2 separate regions of the Triticum aestivum genome follow, and region 1 is linked to region 2. The links are chromatin contacts, called in public Hi-C maps. All regions are on one chromosome and are shown on one strand. The core of a region is the stretch at or near the end of the contact, and the rest is flanking DNA. Distances in the headings are between cores, read along the strand shown. Region 1 holds the start of LOC123132344 (T-complex protein 1 subunit eta). Region 2 holds the start of LOC123132342 (EH domain-containing protein 1).

What was found. A called contact is a pair of places that touch in the nucleus more often than the background predicts.
Region 1: a Hi-C map of leaf shows a contact between it and region 2, with 4 times the contacts expected there. The contact joins the promoter of LOC123132344 here to the promoter of LOC123132342 in region 2. A contact is called at or near these places in 3 of 5 Hi-C or Micro-C datasets (all in leaf).

The regions. Positions count from the first base shown.
Region 1 is chr6A:106,828,838-106,832,908 of IWGSC CS RefSeq v2.1, forward strand. It overlaps LOC123132344 (T-complex protein 1 subunit eta), which reads left to right and starts at 2,767. Exons shown (of 14, transcript XM_044552119.1): 1 at 2,767-2,935; 2 at 3,071-3,328. The coding sequence starts at 2,921.
Region 2 is chr6A:106,641,339-106,645,846 of IWGSC CS RefSeq v2.1, forward strand. LOC123132342 (EH domain-containing protein 1) reads right to left here and starts at 1,641. Exons shown (of 16, transcript XM_044552117.1): 1 at 1,405-1,641; 2 at 1,205-1,284; 3 at 1,055-1,123; 4 at 889-946; 5 at 721-773; 6 at 580-622; 7 at 437-498; 8 at 146-265; 9 at 1-10. The coding sequence starts at 1,636.

The DNA of each region.
Region 1 (4,071 bases), core at 1,517-4,016, 190 kb after region 2:
CAGTGCAGCAGATGCTTGCAACTGGATCTTTCTAGTTGCATATGGAGTGTTAGAGACAAAGAATATTGAGAGTTGGACTTGGTTCTTCCAGAACTTGAAAGAACTAATAGGGCACCCGAAGGGATTGGTTATTCATCCCGATGCCTGCAATCTTTTCTTGTTCCTTTTCAGCCAAGGTAAAATTACAAAAGGATAGCAGATAGAGGTGCATCACCGAGGAAGGCGAAAGGTGATACACTCTCAACTGGTGGTTCTGTAACTGGAAGCAACCATATTAGCAGGTCTTCCTCTCCTAAGGTGGCAGATGGAGCTAGGAGCTCTAGGAGCAAGTCCAAGCTATCTTCCAATCCTGCATGCAACACTAGGAGCAAGAGGGGGAACTTGTTGTGAAAACGGTGAGCATTCCTTACCGGAACCTGCATGTAATGTTCTTGTTGGTCCCGAAACATGCTTAGTATATTGTTTTTTGTATTGTACTACTTAGTAATGTTGTTGTTGGTCCTGGAACATGCTTAATATCTTGTTGTATGTACTCTACTACTCGGTAATGTTGTTGTTGGCCCTGGAACATGCTTATTATCTTGTTGTTGTTGATCATTGCTTATTGGGATTTGTTATTCACCATTGATTGTTCATATCATCACATTGATGCCCACAAGATCAAACTAATGCCCACAAGATATAGTTCACATCAACAAGCTAAATTTGAAGCATTTATTTCGCAACATCAAGCTAAATTCATTATAACATGCACAAGATTTTGTTCACAACATCACAAAATCACAAGATCAAATTGATGCCCACAACATATAGTTCACAACATCAAGCTAAATTCAAAGCATTAAGTTCACAACATCAAGCTAAATTCATTACAATCTCACTGACTAATATGCATTCTTTGAACCAAACAAATAGGAAAGAAGGCAAATGCCCACAATTATCGTCATAAATGCCCATGTTTCAATATGGTCATGCATCTTCTTCAACTCTGACTTTAGCTTCTTCTTCTTCTTCTTCTCTTTGAGCTGTGTCACCCTCTTCTCTAAACGATGAGATCTGAGCCAACTTGCTTCTAGACCATCAATAAGTGACTCAAATGCACGCCCAACAAGATCTGAAGGAGGAGGGTCAACCCAAACAACCCATTCACATTGTTCAGGAAGCTACAACATCAAAAACCATCAAAATTAAATCTCTGCACCAAATTGAAGCAAAGCAGAGACATCAGACAAATTACATCTAACTGGCATCCAAGAAAACGTCTCCCTGTGCTTGCTCCTCCCCAGGTGACATGGCGAGTGGGAACGAGCCCGTGCCCGGGGCACCGATGCTTGGAAAGATCCTCAAGGTCACAGTAACTCGGATCCGGCATGTCGAACTCGGACGGGAACTGCACTGTACCGCCCCCGTCGACCTAACAACAGGCAAATCCCCAGCTTGAGCTCGCGGAACCCTAATGAGAAATCCACAAGGGACAAATCCATGAAAGAACTTACCTCTACAGCGACAGATGAGCTCGCGCACGACATGCCAGAGGTGCACATCCATGAGCTCCAGAGCGTGGCCTCACTCCCCGAGCTCCAAGTGCGCCGCCAGTGAATTGCCTTCCACCCTGTTCCTGGCGCTTCTAAGAGGTGGAAGAAACAGAGTGCGGGGATAAGTCACTGGGCCCACATGTAAGAACCAGGGGCTAAAATGTCCAAAAGACGCCCATATACCAGTCAAACCTCATTGACCTGACGGAGGACCCGGAGGGGGATTTATGTAAGGGACACAGACGGAAGAGGGGTGTTTTTGAGCATACCAGAAAATTAGGGGCAAATGCCAGGTGGTGGCTCAAGTTAGGGGGAGAAATGGAATTGCCCCAACTTGAAAGTTTATAGAAAAAAAATCTAAAAAACAGGATGTTAAGAGGGTGATGTTCTATTGCCATGCGAAATTTCAAGTTCAAACACATCACCAGTCACTATTCATTGCAGAATTTGTTCTTTTCATAGCTCGTAAGTGGTAATGCGTCTGATCTTCAAAATTCCAGATGCTAATAGAACATATCACTCTTAACATCCTGTATACCTTTGAGTTTTTTTTAACCTTAAAACATCGTTTTCACATGATTTTCATCGATTTTTCACCGAAACTTGATTTCCATGTGATATTCTCTTAATTAGAAAGCCCTTACATATAGGTTGGAGAAAAAAACCCGTATACCTGTCAAAGGAATAGTACGTGTGCCTGTTTGTGACAAGTTTCAATGGAGATAAATGATTCAGAAAATTATCACTACCAAAAAATATTGAAAATGCATGCTGCACATCTTATTCAAAATGCTAAATTACTGTATTGTTTTTGTGACTAGAGCATTTTTTTTGAGCATCAGTACAGACACAAGCGCTCATATACACGCACATGCACTCACCCCTATGAACGCACACACGCACACCCTACCCTTATGAGCACCTCCGAGAAACCGAGTCGGCATATTATCTTGAGATTTACGAAGTCACCGTAGGCGCCTCGTCGTCGACGGAAACGTCTCCTCCCACTGAAAGCGCATCACCGGAAATCCTGAAATAAATTCAGGAATAATGCGAGTACCAGGATTTAAACCCTGGTGGGTTGAGGATACCACTGTCCACTTTATGTAGCATGAAAAATGACACAGCGAAAGTTGTCATACGAAATGACGTGGCCTCATCGAAGCCGCTGAAAGCAGTAAAATCAAGGGCTCACATCAGGGCAGGAGCGAGTACTAGAAGGCTCGGCTGTGTTTGCTTCGTGGGCTTTCAGACGGACCTCGCAACCTAAACCGCAAAACCCTTTTCCCTCCTCCCCACTTCCCTCTCGGCCTCTTTCTTCTCGCGCCGCCCAGATCTCTCGCCCCACTCCAAACCCTAGCTCCGCCTCCGCGCAGCCACCAGCCATGTCGTCGATGATGGTAAGCTCCTCCCCCGCGGAACCCTGATCCATCCGCGCCGCGCCGCGCCGCCGCCTCCCCCTCTCTCGCAAGCAAGCAAGCTTGGGATCGATCCATGGCTCTGACCCGTTCCCGTGGGGTTTCCGTTTTCCGCAGCAACCGCAGATCATCCTGCTCAAGGAGGGGACGGACACGTCGCAGGGCCGCGCGCAGGTGGTCAGCAACATCAGCGCGTGCACGGCGGTGGCCGACACGGTGCGGACCACCCTGGGCCCCCGCGGGATGGACAAGCTCATCCACGACGACAAGGGCACCACCATCTCCAACGACGGCGCCACCATCATGCGCCTCCTCGACATCGTGCACCCCGCCGCCAAGATCCTCGTCGACATCGCCAAGTCTCAGGACTCCGAGGTATCCATCCGTCTGCCTGCTGTACTGTTGTTACTCGCTGTTGTTGTCACAGAAATAACGCCCTCAGTGTCCTCTCCTTGATGCATTTCTGGTGCATTGGGGCTTAACGCTGTTCGTGCCTTAGATAAATCGAGTCTATTACGTGCATACGGCTGCTCTGTAGACTGTAGTTTGATCTTGTTATTGTACCAAAGCGTGTTTTCTTGTTTGCAAATGGAACTCTAAATAAATCCTTTGCAGCATTGCCAGTGTTATTAATCCGACTAGAGTAAATTCGTTAAAATGCAATGGTCTCCTCTTTGATCTGGGGACCGACTAAAACTATTATCCCCCGTCATTCAGCTCACAGTTATCCCACGGATGAACCCTGATATCCACCTGGAAGATGTGAAATACCCAGCTCAAACTATTGATTATGGGCATCTGATGCCGCCACTGGGTGACATACTGATATCTGCTGTTTGAACTCAAAATTTGTCCACACAAAGGGTTATTTTTAGCTTTGGTTCGATCAACATTTCTCATGTTGTATATTTGCATGGATGTACTTTATATTGCAATCTGTGTACTTGTTTGTTTTGATTTTATCTTCTCTGATGTTCAATTGCTTCCCTGTTAACTAGAAATTAGCTGTGAACTACAAGGAATTGCTTTCTGACTTTCCTACCAGCGAATCTATTTCCAGTTTTCAGGTTATGCCTTTCTTGCAATGAGTGCATTTTTTAGAATTGGTGGTTAATTAC
Region 2 (4,508 bases), core at 391-2,890:
CACTGTTCGTCTGAAATATGGAAGAATAAATGCAATGACATGAAAGTAATGACTCAATAACACAATCAGGATGAAAGAAGATGAGGTTGAGAACATTGTGATCTGTAAATCATAGGAAAACAATGGTTTAAACAGAAGTCTATACCAGCAATGGGGAGGCAAAATCATTGAACCGGTATGCAACTTCTAAAGGCTTCAGTTTTTCGATGTAGAGTCTTTTCAAGCCATCAATTACAGAAGTAACAGCAGTCAGAGGCGTTTGAATCTACAAAGCACCAAAGAAAGAGACTGCTGTGAATACATGCTCTAATTGGCAAAGACAGCTTCGATGATTCAATAAGTTACAGTGGTTTAGTTAACAACAAAGAGAGAAAAATAATATGTGCTGCAATGACAAAGTTACTGAAAATGGAAAGATTGCACATAAGTAGAGTACCTTCTTTGCTGATTTGGAACTGAACCAGCTGTTTGTAGAAGGTGCTTGCACCTGAGGGGTGCCTGAACAGAACAGAAATGATTAGCATCATAGAGGACTTTATTATCATGATTTACCGTGGGAAAAGGGGGCAGACTGATTACCATTTTCTTGTGGGCGAACTACATTCACAATAGCCATTGATCTCTAAAAAAGAAATACCCATTACAAAATACCATGTTAGTGTGAGAGGCGGTAAATTTACTTGAATGCCACAGGGTAATCTATACATTTTGTAAACTTACAGCAAGCAGTTCATCAAGACCTTTCATCACAGGAGGATCGAAGCTACTCAGATCTGCAAACACAGCCACAAGCCATCCAGCTCAAACATCACACACAGCTGAACTCAGCGGAAATAAAAACAGATGAGGCGCAGTTCACAGCCCACATCATAACAAGGTGTCACCAACCTTCACGCTTGAGACTGTCCTGGGTGATCTCATTGCCCGCTTGAGCGAGAGAAACGAGCTGCAGATTGCAACAGACGAAACCGTCAACACCGCACAGTCACATCTCACATCTCCTACTACCAGCAGCACAGACGCGCCTAAACGGTGAGGGCAAAAGTGGGCAAACCTGCATCGCAGCCGCGAACTCGCCGAAGCCGAGGTACCCCTGACGCTTGGAGTCAGCAATCGCCCAGACCTTGAATCGGCCGACAACGGACTAGTTAGACTCCCATCCACCAGCGGCAAAACTCGGGGTATCGGCGGCCGGTTCACTCACCTGCTTGAGGTCGGCGCGGGAGAGGCCGGACATGGCGAAGAACTTGGTGGCGTCGGCGCCCGTGACGCGCCCGTCTCCATCTGCAGGGACAGCCGGGGACGCGGCCACCGGAGAATCAGCAAAGCGTCGGCCATCCCCTCCCAATCCTTCGATTTGGGGGCGCTGGTGGTGGGAACGGCGAAGGTTGCGAGAACACGCACCTGGGTCGGCGATGGCGAACCAGTCGGCGTAGATCCTCTGGTGCTCCTTGGAGCAGCCCACGGCGGCGGCGGACCGCGCGATCTCCATCCACGGCCTCCCTCCTCGAGTCGGCGGCGGCGGCGGTGGCGGCGGGCGCGAGCAGCAGCGGCAGCAGGAGTGGACAAACGGAAACCTCACGGGGTGCGGGTGCTCGTCTCTTCTCCCCCTTTTGGGCGTGGAATGGGGAGGCATTTGAAATCGGGGACCCCCCACCCTGCCCTACCGAGCACGCGCCCCGGCGATTTTTTTCAGTTTCTTTAATGGGGCTGGACGCTCCCCTTTATTTTAGGGCTGGACCGGTGCTCGGAATTATTGTTTGGAATGAAACGGTGTTCGGCCCATATGACTAGACTAGAAGGCCTGTTAGGTCAGTTGTGGGTTGTTTTTTCTTTTCATCTGGGCTGAATGAAAACAATCAAGAAACGTCTCCCCTCTCGTTAGGGTTTTTCCTACTCTCGGCGATGGCGGCTGGCCTCCCGTAGAGACTTCTCTCCCCTACCGTTCTACCCCCTCCGGTGATCTTTGGTGTCTTGGGGCCTCGGAGTCGACGGGGGATTGGCGACGGCGCTAGGGTTCATACCGCCCGCGGATCTAAACAACCTCGGGCTAGGGCATCATGGGTTCTTCTGCGTCAAGTTCGGGAACAGCCAAATCCGATCTCGAAGCAATGATGGCGGAGCTTGGGCTTAAGGAGGATGAACTGCAGGATGTGGTGGTGGAGTAAGGCGAGCTGCCGGCGGAGGTGACCCGCTGGATGGCGATCGCCACGGTACACTCCGACAAATCCTACAACCAATATTGGTTCTATGAGAACACGAGGGTGGCCTGGGATCTGGCGCAAGAGGTGCAGATCAGGCCGCTTGAGGGTAATCTCTATACATTGCAATTCTCTTGTCTGGGTGATTGGGAAAGAGTGATGGAAGAAGGACCGTGGAATTTTAAGGGAAAGGCGGTGGTCCTTGCACCGTATGATGGGTTCACGAAGCCTTCATTGATTGAACTGAACAAATTGACATATGGATCCAGATCCACGTCCTACCAGACGGATACTTCCCCAAAGTAAAGGCTCTTTCATCGACAGTGGGCGAATTCATATTTACTGAACCTAAATTGCACGACTTTGAAGGTAACTTCGTGCGTGTCCGGGTGAGAATTGACGTCACGAAGCCCCTCAAAAACGTTGTTTCACTTGTGATCAGAAAGAAGGACTCCCTAGAGCGAGTCATCTTCAGGGTAAACTATGAGAGATTGCCTGATTGATGTGTTGTGTGCGGCAATTTGGGGCATCTGTTTAAGGAATGTGGTGACGGGATTCACCCTGCGAAGGCGTTGGTGTTCAAGGATCTCAAGGCGAGCTGGTTCAGGGGACCGGGCAATGGACCGGGAGAAGGCAGTGGATCTAGGGGAGGCCGTGGCAGAGGCCGCACTGGTAGAGGTGGAGGTCGCTCGACCATGCAAAATAATCCCATGTACAACCAGGATCGTGAAAGCTCAGAGTATGATTCAGAGAAAGATGTTGCTATGGAGGAGGAAGATAAGAATAGGAAAAGGGTAGCTTCTGGGCTGCTCTTATGGTTGATCAACATTCCCCAAGCCAAGCGGTACTGGCTAAAACGATGCTCTCGCTCCCTGCACCAACTGTTCCAGCCAGTCCCTCGTCCAAGCAGGAACCGAAGAGGAACAAGCCTAGTACATCTACCAGTGAGGTTGCTGCGAGTAAGGCTCTAGCCCTCGACAAAACCACCGATGCGTGATTGGCGGGCCTCCCAGTGGGGTCGCGCCCAGCGCAATGAGTCTGCTAAGTTGGAACTGCCGCGGAATTGGCAAAGCCACAACAGTTCGTGAGCTTCGCGAATTAGCGAGGCAATTTGCCCCCTCTATCCTATGTAGTGTAGAAACACAAATAGAGGGATCAAGAGTTGAAAACTTAGCGGACACTTTAGGTTACAATAAAAGTTTTGTTGTTAGTAGTTCTGGACGAAGTGGTGGTCTTGGAATTTTCTGGAATGATGAAATAAAAGTTGAAATTACTGGTTACTTGAAGTACCATATTGATACTCTTGTTGATGGTTTGGCGGATTTGCAGGTCAGGGTGACCTTTGTGTATGGTGAAGCTCAAGTACCGGAAAGATATCATACGTGGAATACCCTACGGGGGATAGCTGAAATACGGAATAGGCCATGGTCGGTAATAGGTGACTTTAATGAAGTTTTACATATCCATGAACATGACGGAGTTAGAACCCGGAGTCAAGCTCAAGTTGAAGCGTTCAGAGAAGTGGTTGACTCATGCGGCCTGACAGATATTGGATACACTGGAACGGATTGGACGTTCGAAAAAAAGGTTGCAGGAGGCACGTATACAAGGGTGAGGCTGGATAGGTGTCTTGTAAACCCTGAGTGGCTCTTGGCCTTATCATCTACGTCCCTAACCCATTAAAACGCAGCCGGATCAGATCATTCACCAATCCTTCTCATGTTACGTGAGTTGCATGCATGCACTGTGGGTCCCAGACCTTTTAAATATGAAATGATGTGGGAGAGGGAGGATTCTTTATTCACCACTTTCAGCCACCAATGGAACATGCAACCAACGGAAACTGCGGTCTCGCTGCACGAGAAGCTCAGGAATCTTGCAGGGGACCTGTCGGCCTGGGATCGCACCCACTTTGGCTCGGTTAAAAAAGAGATCAACCAATTAAAGGCCCGCCTGGAGTAGCTGCGCTCTGCCCAAGGAAGATCCGGTCTGACGCATGAGGAAACAAAGGTTGTAGATAGATTGATTGAACTATTCTATCGTGAGGAAATGTTGTGGCGCCAGAGGGCACGTCTTGATTGGTTAACTCATGGGGATAAAACACTTATTTTTTCCATTTGAGGGCGAACCGACGGCGCCGGAAAAAACATATAAAATCACTTCAACGTGCTGACGGTCAAAGAGGACAGGGCAGAGATGGAAGCGTTGACCACTGAGTTTTACAAAAACTTGTACACTTCGGAAGGGGTACAAAACATGGACCGAGTACTTGATACAGTCCCAACAAAGGTCACTCCAACTATTAAT